Linked DNA regions of Gossypium arboreum: region 2 is linked to region 1. A link is a contact called in public Hi-C data. All regions are on one chromosome and are shown on one strand. Each heading gives the region's core, a stretch centred on a gene start, on an enhancer-like site or on the middle of the called end of the contact. The rest is flanking DNA. Distances are from core to core; before and after follow the strand shown.

Region 1 (7,609 bases), core at 2,269-4,768:
GTATCAGCCATGGAGCAGATTCTAATCATCAGCCTTATCTTCACTGAGTAGGAGTGAAGCAGGCTAAATATAGCAGATCTTATCTTCGCTGAGCAGGAGCGGAGCAGATCGAATTTTGGTGAATCTTATCTCCCTGTACTAGCGATGGAGCAGATTCCAATCATCAGACTTATCTTCACTGAGCAAGAGTGAAGCAGGCTAAATATATCAGATCTTATCTCCGCTGAACAAGAGTGGAGCGGTCGACATCTGATGAATCTTATCTTCACGAAGGCGGAGCGGAGCAGATCAAATTTTAACAAATCTCATTTACATGAAGCAGCAAAGGAGCATTTTTGAAGCAATAAAGTGCGGTGGGCTGTGGCAAAAAAGACAAGACTCAGCCAGCCCAAGCAAATTTGGCCCTTCTAAAATCTTTGCTCTATTCTCATTACACGACAATGAGCAAAGAGAGGCAGCTGCAGAACCAAATTTCTGCTCGGGCCCAATCAAACCAGCCCAAATTAAACACCCCACTAAACCGACCATTAACTCCATCACCCTACTAAACCATCCACTACTTCCATCACCCCCACACCCTACTAAACTGTCCACTACCTCTATCACCCCTACTACCTCCATCACCCTACTTGTTATAAGTTGTAAAATTTGGCTATAAAAGCTATGGAAAAACTATTGTATTGGGGGATTTGGAGAAGATTTTTAGAGGATTTTTGGGGTGAATTTTTTAGAGGATACACATACGAAATCAAAGAGAATACAAATCAGATTTTTAAGGTAACTTTTTATATTATTCAATTTTGTTTACTTTGGTGTTCACATTTTTCTTTACACAAACGAAAGAAGGAAAAGAGAGGAGTTTACCTCGATTTTATTTCCTTTCGATTTGGCCCCAAAGTTTTCATTTTAATTCAATTTAACCCTTTTTTATTTTTGTTATTTTTACATTAAATTAATTAATTTCAGCTTTATTCTCATTATTTTTATATTTTTTATTTTCTATTAATTTAATTAATTTGAGTTATGTTTCATATTATTATATTATCTATTTATTATTATATATTTATTATGTAAATATATATATATTTAAGCAAGTTAATTATTTTAAATATAAATTTCTATTATACATAGACTTATTATATTATATTTTTATACCATTGTTTATTATCGGTTACCATTTTTATATCAAATTATTATTATTTACTATTTCTCACTATTACTAATTTAACATTGTTATTCCAAATTTTTTATTTTTTTACTATTATCCCCATATTTAATGTTATCGTCAACATATTTTTGTTATTATCATCATGTTTTTAATATTATTATTAATACTATTAGCACAATGTTTATTACATTATTGTATTTATTATTACTTGTTGTTTTATTAATTATTTCTATTAATTACTATTATTATTATTTTTATTATTTATATATGGTTAGCATTATTCTCATATTATTATTTTCATGTTGTCTATTATCATCATTTTTAAAAAAATATATGTCCTTAATTCATTTATCCATTGATCTTCTCTCAAAAATTTTCAAAATAAAGACAATGTTCGGTATTTAAAGAATTCGAAGAATCGTGCCCTAACGTACTGGGTTTCGCTTTCTTTGTTTGTCTTGAATATTCGAATATCCTCTTACCAGTTCACTCTAAAAAATTTTCAAAATAAAGGCAATGTTCGGTATTTAAAGAATTCGAAGAATCGTGCCCTAACGTACTGGGTTTCGCTTTCTTTGTTTGTTTTGAATATTCGAATATCCTCTTAAGGCTAAAACGCACATTTTAAAGGCAAGCTCACAATTGAGGGTAAAAAATGTTGTGTCCTAACGTATTGGATGTAATATTTTACCTTGAGGTGAGATGATCTTTAATACACATTTAACTTACCTAAATGTTTTAAAAGCCAATAAAAGGAGGATCGCGTTTTGAACTCTGTCCAAATCTTTAATTTTTGACATTAAGACACTAAATAATCAATTAAGTACTAATTTTGGGCGTGTCGAGGGTGCTAATCCTTCCTCGTACGTAACTGACTCTCAAACCGATTTTCTATTTTCGCAGACTAAAATCGTCGTTTTGAAAAATTTATTTATTTATTAAAAACGACCGTGTTTTGAGGTGGTCCAATCACACCCTATTAAAAACGATTGGTGGCGACTCCCAACTTTTCGTTTTCAAAAGTCGATTTCCTGTTTTCAAAAAAATGGTTTCGACACACTTTATATCAAAGGGTTATAAAAATCATATTAAAGGTTATTAAAATTATATCAAAAGCTACCAAATTGAAAGTATGCCAAAGGTTAATACAACTATATCGAATATCATAGGTTATTAAAATTATATTAGTGGTAATGAACATGCTAACAAAGGTTATCCAAACAATAGCGAAAGTCACTAAATAATATCAAATATAGAAAACCTGAATTAAATGTGTTGGTAATAAGGATCAATAGAGGAAGGTGCAGAAATGAATGACAATTGACAAATTCAGCTTAAGAATCTATCAAAATGATGAAGTGTTTAAGGCTTCCAAGCCCCAAAGGGCCCAAAGGTTTTTCTCGCGGTCGAGGAATGGGTTGTGATTGGAATGTTTTGACACTACCCTTGATTTTCGCCCCAATTCAAAAACCAGTTCGATATCGATTTAATTTAATTTTATTATAAAAATTAATAATTTAAGTTTTTAATTTAAAATTGTTTAATTCAAAATAATTTGAACACAAAATAACTCAAACCTAAAATGATTAGAATCTAGAGTGGCTTGGATTAACAATAATTTGAATAAATAATTTAAAATGATATGAATCTCTTTTCTAAATTTAAAAAATCGGTAAAATGTATTTTTAGTTTTTTTAATTTTGAATTTGGACAAATTAGTCCTTCTAAAAAATCAAGCAATTTAATTCCTATCAATTTTGAATGTAAGAAACTAAGAATAATTAACCATGACGTTAATGTTTTCTATCATTTGTACATAATTTTGATTAGTATAATAATAAATTTAGCCATTAAAATTTACACATTTTGTTAATTTGGTAATAACTTAACAAATTTATCTTGCAACATTTATGTAAATGCTAAATATTGAGACTAAATTTGTTAAATTTTTAGAACTTAGACTAAATTAACAAAATATATAAACATCGAGAGCTAAAATCATTTGCAATTAATTAAAGATATTAATACCATAATTAATTATCTTTAATTATTCACTTTACTTTTAAAATTAACATAAATTAAATTACTCTTATAAATTGAAAAAGAATGAATAAATATTTTTGTAAAAATTTAAAAATTCTTTTACTTAAAATAAGCTGATACAAAATAAATATCAAAATCCAAATTAAGGTACACCCAAATTAACCTGGGTTAGGATTAATAGGTACTCCAACTATATACAAATGTAGGTAATTTTGGAAAGGATTGTAGCAAAATACGTATATTTGTAGTGTGTGGGACCGTTGGCCTAAGCTTAATTTGGAGATTTTTCGTGGACGACACGATCCGAGTCTGCCGCTTTCTCTCTCTTTCATACACTCTTTCTCTCTATTAAAACCTTTCTCTTTCACTCTTTATTTTTATTTTTTTAGCTTTACTCTACTCTTTCCTTTTCCTTTTCCATTGTTTTTTTTCTTTTTGGGTTCATAAATCGATATGGAAATGGAGGATCATCGTCACCATCAATATGCCATACCCGATCTTAGGCAACTACTCAACGGAAAACCCATCAATTTCCAAGCAATTCCACAGGATACTGAGTTATTCTCCCCCGGCCACCACCGGAATCTGCCGCCACCGCAGCAACCCCACCACCCCTTCGATGTGATGCAAATGGTGGGTAGACATGAGTTCCCTTCTGATTCTACTGGTAATACTAATGCCACTCCCATGGCTGCTGTTGCCACTGTCACTAGTGCTTCCACACTTAGTCCCAGCTGTGGGTTCGACGGTGAAGCCAGTGCTTTTGGAGGTGATGGAGGAAATGGAAGGTGGCCGAGACAAGAGACCTTAACACTTCTTGAGATCAGATCTCATCTCGACCCCAAGTTCAAAGAAGCTAATCAAAAGGGTCCTTTGTGGGATGAAGTTTCCAGGTATATACAAATAATATATTTATTCTTCCATGCTCTCCATACCCTAATTCTCTATTTTCTTCCATTCCCAAAGCTAGCAACTTCACTCCATGGATTGTTTCTCCTTTTAAAGATATGAAATGGGGTTCAAACCAGGAACAGTATTACACGAGTTTTCTTCTTTTATTTATTTTTAAAGAAAATAAACGATAGCTGATCATTTCTATAGTCTTCAACTGACTTGCTCTCTTTTTTTCCTTTGAAAATGTGTTGCCTCCATTATTGTGCAAGTTTTTACTGGTTTTTACTATAAAAATGACTAACCTTTTGGATGTTTTAAGTACCCATCTGCAAGTTTTATCCATGAAAAGACGTTTTCATCAGTCCCTTGCCGAAAGACCCATCTTTATTTTTCAATTTTGAATGGTCAAATAAGAGCTTTATCAACATTCATCACATGATATTTCCATGGTCATACACATTTGAATTAGGGTTCATCTGTTTTCTAATAGGTTTAAAGTTTAATTTATTGCCATTTCCTTCCCTTTTTTCTTGGTGCTGTAGAGTCATGTTTGAGGAACATGGGTACCAAAGGAGTGGGAAAAAATGCAGGGAGAAATTCGAAAACTTGTATAAATATTATAAAAAGACTAAGGAAGGCAAGGCTGGGAGACAGGATGGTAAACACTATCGATTCTTTCGTCAACTTGAAGCTTTATATGGGGATACCAGCAACAACAATGGAGTTTTAGGCCAAGAAACTCCCCTAATCGGCAACAGTTTTCAGTTTCATGGCGCTCAAAATAGCATCAATACTCAAGCAAATCAAGAGATCTATCACTCGCAAAAGCTTTGCAGTGATAGTCTTAGTCTCTCAAGTTCCTCAAAATTCGACACTTGTTCCTCAGATAACAATGATTTAAGCAGTGCAAAGCTGAAAAAGAAAAGGGGTTGCAGAAGCTGGAAAGCCAAGATAAAAGAGTTCATCGACTCGCAAATCGGGAAGCTAATGGAGAGGCAAGAGGCATGGCTTGTGAAACTGACCAAGACGCTCGAGGAAAAGGAGCAAGAGAGGGTTTTAAGGGAAGAACAATGGAGGAAAGAAGCAGCAATAAGAATAGATAGAGAGCATAAGTTTTGGGCTAAAGAGAGAGCATGGATTGAAGCTCGTGATGCTGCTTTAATGGAGGCATTACAGAACCTGGCTGGCAAACAGTTGAAGGCGGCATCATCTGACGGTGAAAACCATAATGAAAATGGGAATGGAACAATTAACCACACTGTTAAGGCTGATGGGTGGCAAGAAGCTGAGGTTTCTAGGCTCATACAGCTGAGGACCGCCATGGAAACAAGGTTCCAACAAGTAGGGTATTCAGAAGAGGTGGTTTTGTGGGAGGAAATCGCTGCTAAGATGGGGTGTTTAGGATTTGAAAGGAGTGGTTTAATGTGCAAAGACAAATGGGATACCATTGGTGGTTCATATACCCTAATGAAAACCAAGGAGAGTAACAAAAAGAGAAAGGAGAACTCAAGAGGCTTTGATTATTATCAACCCCATGAGACCATTTTCACTCAAGGACCTGAGACATTGAGACTCCAACCAAATGACGGCTCTTCTCATGCTGTAAGCGATAGTTGCTTTCGCTTCTTCATGGCTGATGGAGATAATAACTTGTGGGAAAACTATGGTCTGAAACTCAGCAACTGATGAAAAAAAACCAGTAAGTTCAAACAAAAGATGACAGGTTTCACAATTATTGTAATCCATCCCACATGGGTAAGTTCTCTTTTGAGAGGCTGTGTAGAATGTGTAAGCAAGCAGTTTGACTGATCTTTGACTCTTGAAAATTTATGTACAGCAAACTGTGTTTCATGTTGTTCTTAGCTAATTCAAATATGGATTAATGGGTTTGATTTAATATATCTTGCAGGGGAGAGCGGAAAAGGAAAAACCACTGCATTTCAATATATATAGTTGATTTAGTGCATGGAAACTTGATTTATGATACTTCTTCATTATCACTTTCTTTCTTTCTTCTTCTTTCAATGTATATTTACTGAGAATTTGTTGTTTAGTAAATGTCTGATGAAATATCTCTGCATTATAGAGGGCATTTGCCCCCACGTGTGCAAAAGTTTATGTACAATTTCTCTGAAGTACGGTGCATAGGTTAAGGAAACAGTGACTTTGGATCAGATTGTAAACCAGAATGCAAATCTTTCAGATTTTGTTTGCATTTGTATCAAATAAGTAGGCCAAGGATTAACGGGTTTTACATATATATACTCGAGATCATTCTATTTGATATTCCATTTATATTTGTTTTTTTTAAAGGTAAAATATTTGTTCGATATAAATAAATTTAACTAATAAATATCTAATAAAAAACTTGTAATCTCATTTAGATTTTGATAGGATGAACCGGTTTGGTTTTGGATTGAATTGGGGAGTTTTTAAAATATTTTGGTCATTTTAGATTTAGATCATTTTAGGTTTGGGCCATTTAGATTTAATAGTCAAGTTTTCGAGTTAGATTTATTTTAGTTCATATTATTTTGATTTGCTTGTTTTAGTTATTTCGAGTTTGAATAATTTCGTTCTTGGATAATTTCTGATTTCAAGTTACAAAGATTCGAGTTGTTAAATTTTTATGATTAAGTTGAATCGAGTTTATATTTAAATTTAATAAAATTGAGTTTTGGAGTTAGCCTAATGCGGTAAAAGTTTTTCCCTAGAAGTAAATAATTTTTATGAGTCCTATTTATTTATTATTTTGACATGAATATATAAATGAGTTATATTGATAAATAAATTCTTTTTTCTCAAAATCAGAAGAGTGGTTGGGTCGAAGAAATAAAGGATTTTTAATGGTCATTTTTATCATACAACAAACGTAAATAAATTAGATATCAAAAGATAAGATAGAAAAATATTATAACAACATAATTGGCGATAGTTCTGGATCGAAGTTGTCCCCAAAGGAGTGGGTGGTAGGGTCACGAAGAAGGTTCGCTTGGGCGAAGAGGATTGACCAGATAGCGGTGGAATGATGGTAGAACATACAGATGAGGGGATGGTCTCTTTCAAAGATAAATTACATGCGTTGCTCACAGGGAAAACGAATGCTTCAACTATAGAGGAGGATGATGATAGTGAAATTGGAAGGTTACGTAATAATTGAAAAGGTAGATAGAGTACCTTCGACCTCCTTTTTTGAAAGGGTTCATTATCTAGTCAAATAAAGCATGAATCAGTTGATCATCATAAAATTGCCTGGTAGAAAGATTGGCTTTAATATGCTCTTAAATAAAATCTAGGCTTTATGGAAGCCGACGCAAACCGTGCAACTTATGGATCTTGCTAATGACTATTCTCAGGTACTGTCAGAAGGGCTCCTGAATAATCTTTAGCCATTGCCTAATCGTTCAACCTTGGATAAAGGATTTCTTGACCTTGCAACATCATCCAAATCAAGTGGTGGTTTGGATTAGATTACCAGGTCCCTCTGGTGCTTGGTATAACCGA
Region 2 (7,609 bases), core at 1,662-4,161, 260 kb before region 1:
TGTCACTTACTGAAGAAATAAATAAGGAGATCTGTGGGGGTGAGAGGTCAAGGGTCGTAGGTTTTTTCAACCCTTAAATAGATATAATCGAAACTCCTCTTGTGATATGATTTTCCAAACTTGGAGGGTTTGGAAAATAGCTTGAATGGAAGGACTGTCTTGAATAGGTTTAATTGGTGGAAACCTTGACCCGTAACACTTGAATACTTTAAGAAACCGTAGCTATATTAAAATTATGACCCACTTAAACGTGAAAGAATACTCGAACGTTGGTAAGCAAAATCGCCACACTTCATGATGGGAAACGAATTGATAAGACAATTGGGTGAATGCCACAAACTAGTAAACGTTTGATAAGTTTAGCTTAGTTCAATGAAGAACCATGAGATAATAATCTCACCAACAAAGTTTATATTTAGAATAATTGTCTAACCTCAACATTGTCCTTTTATAAGATATATATAGGCCCTAATTTTACTATTCAAATTCAGCAGCTACATTAGCTTTTATCACAACTTAAAATTCGATTATAACTTTATGAAGGGCAACTAATAAGTCATGACTCGTCACTTGATTCAGATAGTTGAAAAGTCATGTCTCTTCACTTGTTGAAAGTTTAATGTTCCATAATTGTGCTGTTTAGTGTCCCTTCATCTCCCTTATGGCCGAATGTTATGTTGCTTGACATTCATCTCTTTTAATGGCTCCATAATGATCCTTGAGTGCATGAAATAGATAAGATTTTAAAGAGGCACTTGTGATCCATTTGAACAGTCACCATAATAAACTTTAAGTGAATGAAATCGATTAGAGTTGAAGAGTTATTCTTAGTCCTATAAATAGTCACCTACAAGATAAATAATTAGACATTAAACATTGACAAATTTTCATATTCTTATTCTACTAAAATATTTAACTTAAAACACATATTTATGATAGAAATCAGCATAATATAAATACATACATGCATTTATTTATGAATATGTAACTCAACGTATGCTTAAATATAATTAACATATAAGATGCATAAATGCATGGCTTAATTAAAATGTAAACTTATTTTCATAATGCACATAATTAAAACACAAACTTAATTAACATATGAGATGCTTTTATGTATGACTTAATTAAATGCAGAACAGATAATGCTAGACACAATGAAAGATGCAGACATATAATTCAAGGCATAATTTAAAGATACAAACTTGTTAAACTGAAATGAAACTTAATTTAAAGTCTTCCTAAAGTGTCTCATGATTAATCAAACCCAATGGGGTCTCATCCAACTCTTGGATCAGCATTTGACTTGGTCTTGGCCGATCAGAACATGATTAATTTGGGCTTGTTCCCAACGTCCACACATAGGCCCTTTAAACTCTTCTTTGACTCACTTGGTTCGCCCCCTATAGTTGACCCAATTGGTAAACACAAATGATCAATCTTTGTTTTGGACATCTCAAGAATAAGTAGTTCATGGAAATACGGCCCAACTTCAAATTGTTTCACCTTGACAAGAATTAATTCAGCCTTGTTGGTGGAATCACATTAGTAAATTTTTTCTCTTTTGCTTATAGTTTTTTTCACGTAAAATTTGTGTGTTTTTATTTTTATTTTTATTATTGCTTTGTGATCATTCTATTATCATTATCGACGCCTATTATAACAATACGTTTAGGGTTTAATCTTACATATCATTGATATAAAATGTATGTTATAATAATGTAATTGTATATAGGGTAAGTAATCTTAAATAATCTACCTTAATTATATAATGCTAATTGTATATATTATAATCTACCATAAAATGAGTTACATGTTTAACGTTTAGGTGCATATCATTAATAAAATAATACACATTATAATATTTTAATTGTATAATAATATTATTATACATTCATAAGTTATAATTGATATATTATATGTCCTTAAACATGTGTGTATACTATTTTTATAATATAACATGTATTGAATATAATTAAGTGATATTAGAAAATAAATTTATATTATAATATTTCTTTTAATTATATAAATATTAAATAAATCTTTTAAAGTAATTTAACTACTTGAGTTAATAAAATAATAAAAAAGCAATGAAAAATTTAGGAATTACGGTGGTCTCATCTCATTGTTTACTTAGGTTTATAGATAAAAAAAAATTAAAAGAAGCTAGAAGACGAAATATTTATTTTAATTTTATTATTAATTAGTATATATATTTTAAAAATATATTTTATTATATTTTTATACATTAATTATTAATTTGTGTAAATTATAATTAATGTTTAAGAGCAATATTAGTAGCTAAAACATGGTTTTATGTATAAGAGGTCTTGGGTGCAAACTTGTTAGAAACAAAATTTAAATATTTTGTAACCAATAGATACATATTGAGATTATTTGAATTCTATTGGAAGGGGTCTATTTATATCTGCTTTGAATCCATAAAATTTGAATTGGATAAATTCGAAATTCGAATTGCCATCCCTGTTAAAAGCTATAAGGCTTTGGGACTTGAGTTTAGCAAAACTCTCACGTTGAGGTCTGAACTTTTTTTTTATCTAAATTAGTCATTGAACTTAATAAATGTTTCCATATTAGGGTATAAACTAGGCAATTGCTCTCACGTTGGAGTTTTAGTTTTTTTTTTAATCCAAATTAATTCCTAAACTTAGGAATTGTTTCTATATTGGAGTTTAATATTTGACAATTATTCTCACATGAAAGTCTAAATTTTAAAATCTTGAAGGAAAGATTAAAGATTAATTTAGATAAAAAAAAATACATACCCAAAGTGAGAATAATTTCGAATTCCGTACTCCAAAAAGTAATTGAACCATTGAACTCTTGAAGGAAAAGGGGAAGAAAATATAATGGCCTGGAGAGCCCATCCTGGAAAAAAGGGGCTCACTTAGAAAGCACAAGTTAAAGTGTATATGAGCCAGTTATGTTGAGTAAAGTGGGCTGACATTAAAGGCATAATTGAGGTAGCAAGTTCCAGAATTGGGGAAGATCCTGAATGAACTCATTGAATTGAAAGTTGATGGGATATTTGATGGTTGAAAGCAAGATACTTTGCCCAATAAAGAGAAACTCCCATATCTTTAATTAATTAATGCCTAAATCAAAGCCTTTAAGCTTTTCTTATGTTTCATGATTAAGCTTTCCAAAGGTGACAACTCACTCCCACAAATCGATAAGACAACTTTTAACTACAATTCAACCCTATAAAACAAAAAAACATTGGCATTGGGTTGCCAACCCCTACTCCTCTTTCTTGGGTGTTTTCCGGGCTCCGGCTAAGTAATCAGCCCCTACTCTCTCCCCACATAAAGTGCCCAACCGAAATGACACTGTCTAAAGTATCTTATTATCATTTTTTTATAATTTGCCATATTATATATAAATTTAAAGTTATAATGATGGATTATTTACATAATTCATTGAATTTCAACCATTTAAAAAATTAAAAAGTATAATTGTATTAATTATTTAAACATGTAATATACCTACAAACAATTATATTTTTAATTAAACAAATATTTACACTCAAATTTAATTTTTATGTGAATTTTAAAAACACTCTAAAATTTTAGAGGTAAAATTTAGATAAAATCCGTCCACCCCAATATATTGACTAATATGTTTTATAACTATTTGTTATATTTTTAATTATGATTTTTAGTTTATAAGAATATATAACATATATCTTGATTTTAAAAATATTTATATATTTTTATTATAATTGTTTAGCTATTATACAACTTTATAAATATATTTGGCTTGATTTTTAAAAACTAATATACTTTTAGAATATTATATAAAATTTCAGTATGGATTAAAGAAACCATTCTAGAGCCGAATTGAAAACAGTATTAAAATATGTTAAATAAAGTTCACACAACATTAATTTAAGTGTATATAAATAAAAATATAGTTCAACTCAGCTGTGATCTTAGTTTTGATTCTCCATGTCAATATTTACTATATAACCAATTGTGACAGTATCTATGTCGCTCACAATCTCACTTAAATCCTTGATCTAAATGTCACAAATTGAAATATGTGTTTCTCAGTGTAATTATTGAGCAATCCCATCTATCGTGCATGGGGTCGATACCCATCATTCGAAAGCTGCCCCCACATTTGGATCTCGATGAATAGAAATTTCTTATCATAGGCTGCAATATTGAAATGAAGATATGGAGGAGACATAGTCTCATTGAATACACTTGCTTTCCAATAGCCTTATATCTTTAAGTGGACCCTTTTTATAATGATGGTTGCGAAAATTTTGCTCTTACATTTTGCTGCTCTGCATGCCATGGTTTGATTATCTCTTTCAAAGCAAACACACATAACCCTACATAGATATATATAAATTTAAGATATATGGTGGACTGTAGATATTTGATATTAAAATGGCTTTTTTATTAAGACATGAGATGAGTGAAGGAATAGGAGGGCAAATAAAGAAAGAAGGAAAATGGAAGGAGGAAGGAAATAGAGAAAATGGTTAATTGTAACTTAACAAGCCTTTTTAATTTATATACACTGTTTGTTTAGGTTAGACATATGGATTGAAAGAGTACTTTATTTGTTTACAAAGTAACTATTATTGAGTGCAAAAAAATTGTAAGTAAACTTAATTAAGTCAATCAATTTACATCTAAGCTTTTAGGGGAAAAGTCGTGAAGAGAAAGTGATCATGTTTAGAGTATAGGAGCGATGTTGCTATTTGGAGAGTGAGTGAGACTTAAATCACAAATTGTACTAATTGAAGCATAGTGGAGTAACTCTCTATGCAAGGCCTCGCAAACATAAGAACTTTTCAAACTATGTGAACAAAGCTTTAGTGTCTATCTCTATTTACCTATAATAGTGACTTAGTCCAATTGCAACTTAACCTATAGATGGATGTATATTTGGAAGGAAAAAATCAACATACTTGTAACAACCCGGTTTTGACCCTAGTCGGAACAGTGGTTTCAGGACCACAAATTCGAGTCAGAAAAATATTTTGATAAAAAGACTTAATCGCGTAAATTGTAAAAGTTGCATGCTATATGTTAAGTGTGCCTATTTGTTATGACTTATTAAAGAAAAAGTCCTTATGTTGATATTTGACCATTGGAAGTATGAGTGGACATTAATGGCCTTAATTAATATGAATTATATGTTTAATTACAAAGGGTAAATAAGTAAATGATGAAATAAACATATTATAATTAAACCAAAGTATGAAATTAAGCCATTAACATCTTATATTGCTGAAAATAAAAAGAAATAAGAAAGAAAAAGACTAAACTAGGGTTCAGCTTTGTCTTCTTTGATTAAGGTATCATTTTTGTTCGGTTTTTGATAATTTCTATATTTTTGTGATCGTTGCACTGTATTCTATCAAGCCTATGTCTGAATTTTAGAAATTGTTAATGATTTTGAATTGAGCCATTTATGAAGTTGATGATAGTAAATGAAAGATATGTATTGGGTTAACATGTTTTATCTTTGAATTTTTGATGAACTTGAGTTATTTAGGCTAAATTATAAAAATGAGATTTTGAGAGACTAAAATGTGAAATAAATAAAATATATGGACTTATATAAAATCTATGAAAATTCAGCTAAGCATGTGTAAAAAGAAATTTTGTGTATTTTGTGATTTTATGAATTAGGGACTAAAATGTTAAAATGTGAACATGTGAGGGCTAATTTAAAAAATGCCCTAAATATGTATATATGGATTGAATTGAATGATTTGGTGAATAAAAGAGTTAAATTTGAATATGTTTAGATCAAGAACCAAAGAAAACGAAATTAGATTGGGGAAAGTCGAAAGTCGTTGAGTAGTCGATTCTGTTCATTCGAATCAGTACGAGGTAAGTCAATATAAAAATTGTAACGCCCCAATTTTCGGGAATCCTGTGAATGTTGGCATAGGTTTAATTATGTTAGTGGGCCTCTAGAAGGCCCAAGCTTAAGATAGAACCCGGTAATTTTAGTTAATTTTTGTTCCATAAGAAAAAGGGAGTGAAATTATGAAATAGGACCTATGTGAAAATGTTTGAAAATGCTATAGGCTAAATTGAAGTGGCCAAATAAATAGGAGTGCAAAATAAGAGGATTTGCATGACAAACCTCCCATTTCACATGAAGTGGCCAGCCATCATGTTGTTGTAGACAAAATGTACACTTGATATCCATAATTTATGGTACAAATTGATACAAATTGATAATAGGTTAGGTAAATGTTCCATGATAATGGGTTAGGTAAATGTTTCATGATAATGGGTTAGGTAAATGTTTCATGATAAGAATTTCATGTCTTTTGTATTAAAGAATTAAAAGGATGAAATATGAAGTTTTATTAAAAGAAAAATGGGTGAAAAGAACAAAGTTTTGTCCATCTTTGTTCATCATAGCTGAAAGTTAGAGAAGAGAAAGGAGAGGAGAAAGCTCTTGAGTATTCGGTCATTAGGAGGAGGAAAATTGAAGGTAAGTTCTTGGTACCTTGCTTTTATTTTGAGGTTCATGAGTTCTTCTTGATTCTACCTTAACTCTTGAAGTATATTTTGATTTTTAGTTGTGTTGTGAGCATTTAGTCATGAATTAAAATGAAGGAAATGGTTGTTGTTTCATGTTCTTTTGATGAAAAATGGAAGATAGGTGAAGTTGAGCCAAACAATGAGCATGCATGTGCCTTAGATGTTAAAGGAAAAAATCAGCTAACATGTTGTGCTTTAAAATGATGAAATGGAGATTATACTTAAGTAAAATCATAGATATGTGATGATTGATTGGTGATGTACATGTTTAAATAACATGCATGCAAGGTATGTGTGAAAGAGTGATTTGGTAATAAATCCGCTTGGGACAGCAGCAGTAACGTGACTTTGGAAAATCACCATAAATAGTGGGAGAAGAATTAGAAGCTTAATAAATTACATAATTAAAGCTTATTGAGTCTAGTTTCTAATGAAATAAACAAGAACATATTTTGAATTCTGTACAATGAGAAATTTGATTCGAAATGAAGGGTGGTCAGATTAGTCAAACAGTGAAACATGGGAAACTTTGAGAAAAATATGGTATTGATTGGCTAAACAAAAAGTTTTGAAAATTTTATGGATAGAAGATATATGAGTCTATTTTCAGGGAAAATTAACGGAACTTGATTTTGAGTTTCGTAGCTCCAGTTATAAATAATTTAGTGACTGTTGCTCAGGAAGACAGCTTGCAGTGAAATTATGATTATGTGGTAAACATTGACAAAAATTTGTTAATGAGTTGCTTATTGTTTTCTTATAAGCTTACTATGATCTGTAGGTGTGGTTGGCGAATATTGTAAGGGGTTAATCGTAGTTTGTATTTGAATAGTTAGATTAACGTGTTAGTAATCCAATTGTAGGCGGTTCGTGTGTGGATCTCGTTAACATATCGTGCAAAGCAGTGTGTAACTAACACCCTCTTTCTTAGTCTAGATCGGCAAAAGCGAAAAGCGAAATCTTGGCGGTATTTTGTAGATTTGTGAGTGTGCGAATGCTCGTGAGGTAAATCGATTAATGTTTTGATAAGCTGCAATGTTTGGACCGCAAAGTGCATGATTTACGTG

The links. A called contact is a pair of places that touch in the nucleus more often than the background predicts.
Region 2: a Hi-C map of leaf shows a contact between it and region 1, with 4 times the contacts expected there. The contact joins the enhancer-like site here to the promoter of LOC108482429 in region 1. A contact is called at or near these places in 2 of 5 Hi-C or Micro-C datasets (both in leaf).

The regions. Positions count from the first base shown.
Region 1 is chr1:64,095,432-64,103,040 of ASM2569848v2, reverse strand. It overlaps LOC108482429 (trihelix transcription factor PTL-like), which reads left to right and starts at 3,518. Exons shown (of 3, transcript XR_008283310.1): 1 at 3,518-4,104; 2 at 4,648-5,860; 3 at 6,015-6,363.
Region 2 is chr1:64,359,708-64,367,316 of ASM2569848v2, reverse strand. No RefSeq gene overlaps it. Among protein-coding and RNA genes, the nearest start is that of LOC108481140, 97 kb to the left of the region's middle. Within about 2 kb of position 2,911, at least 1 of the 2 cell types and tissues checked has an H3K27ac peak or open chromatin away from gene starts, as enhancers often do. A contact at or near this core is called in leaf, where this site is marked.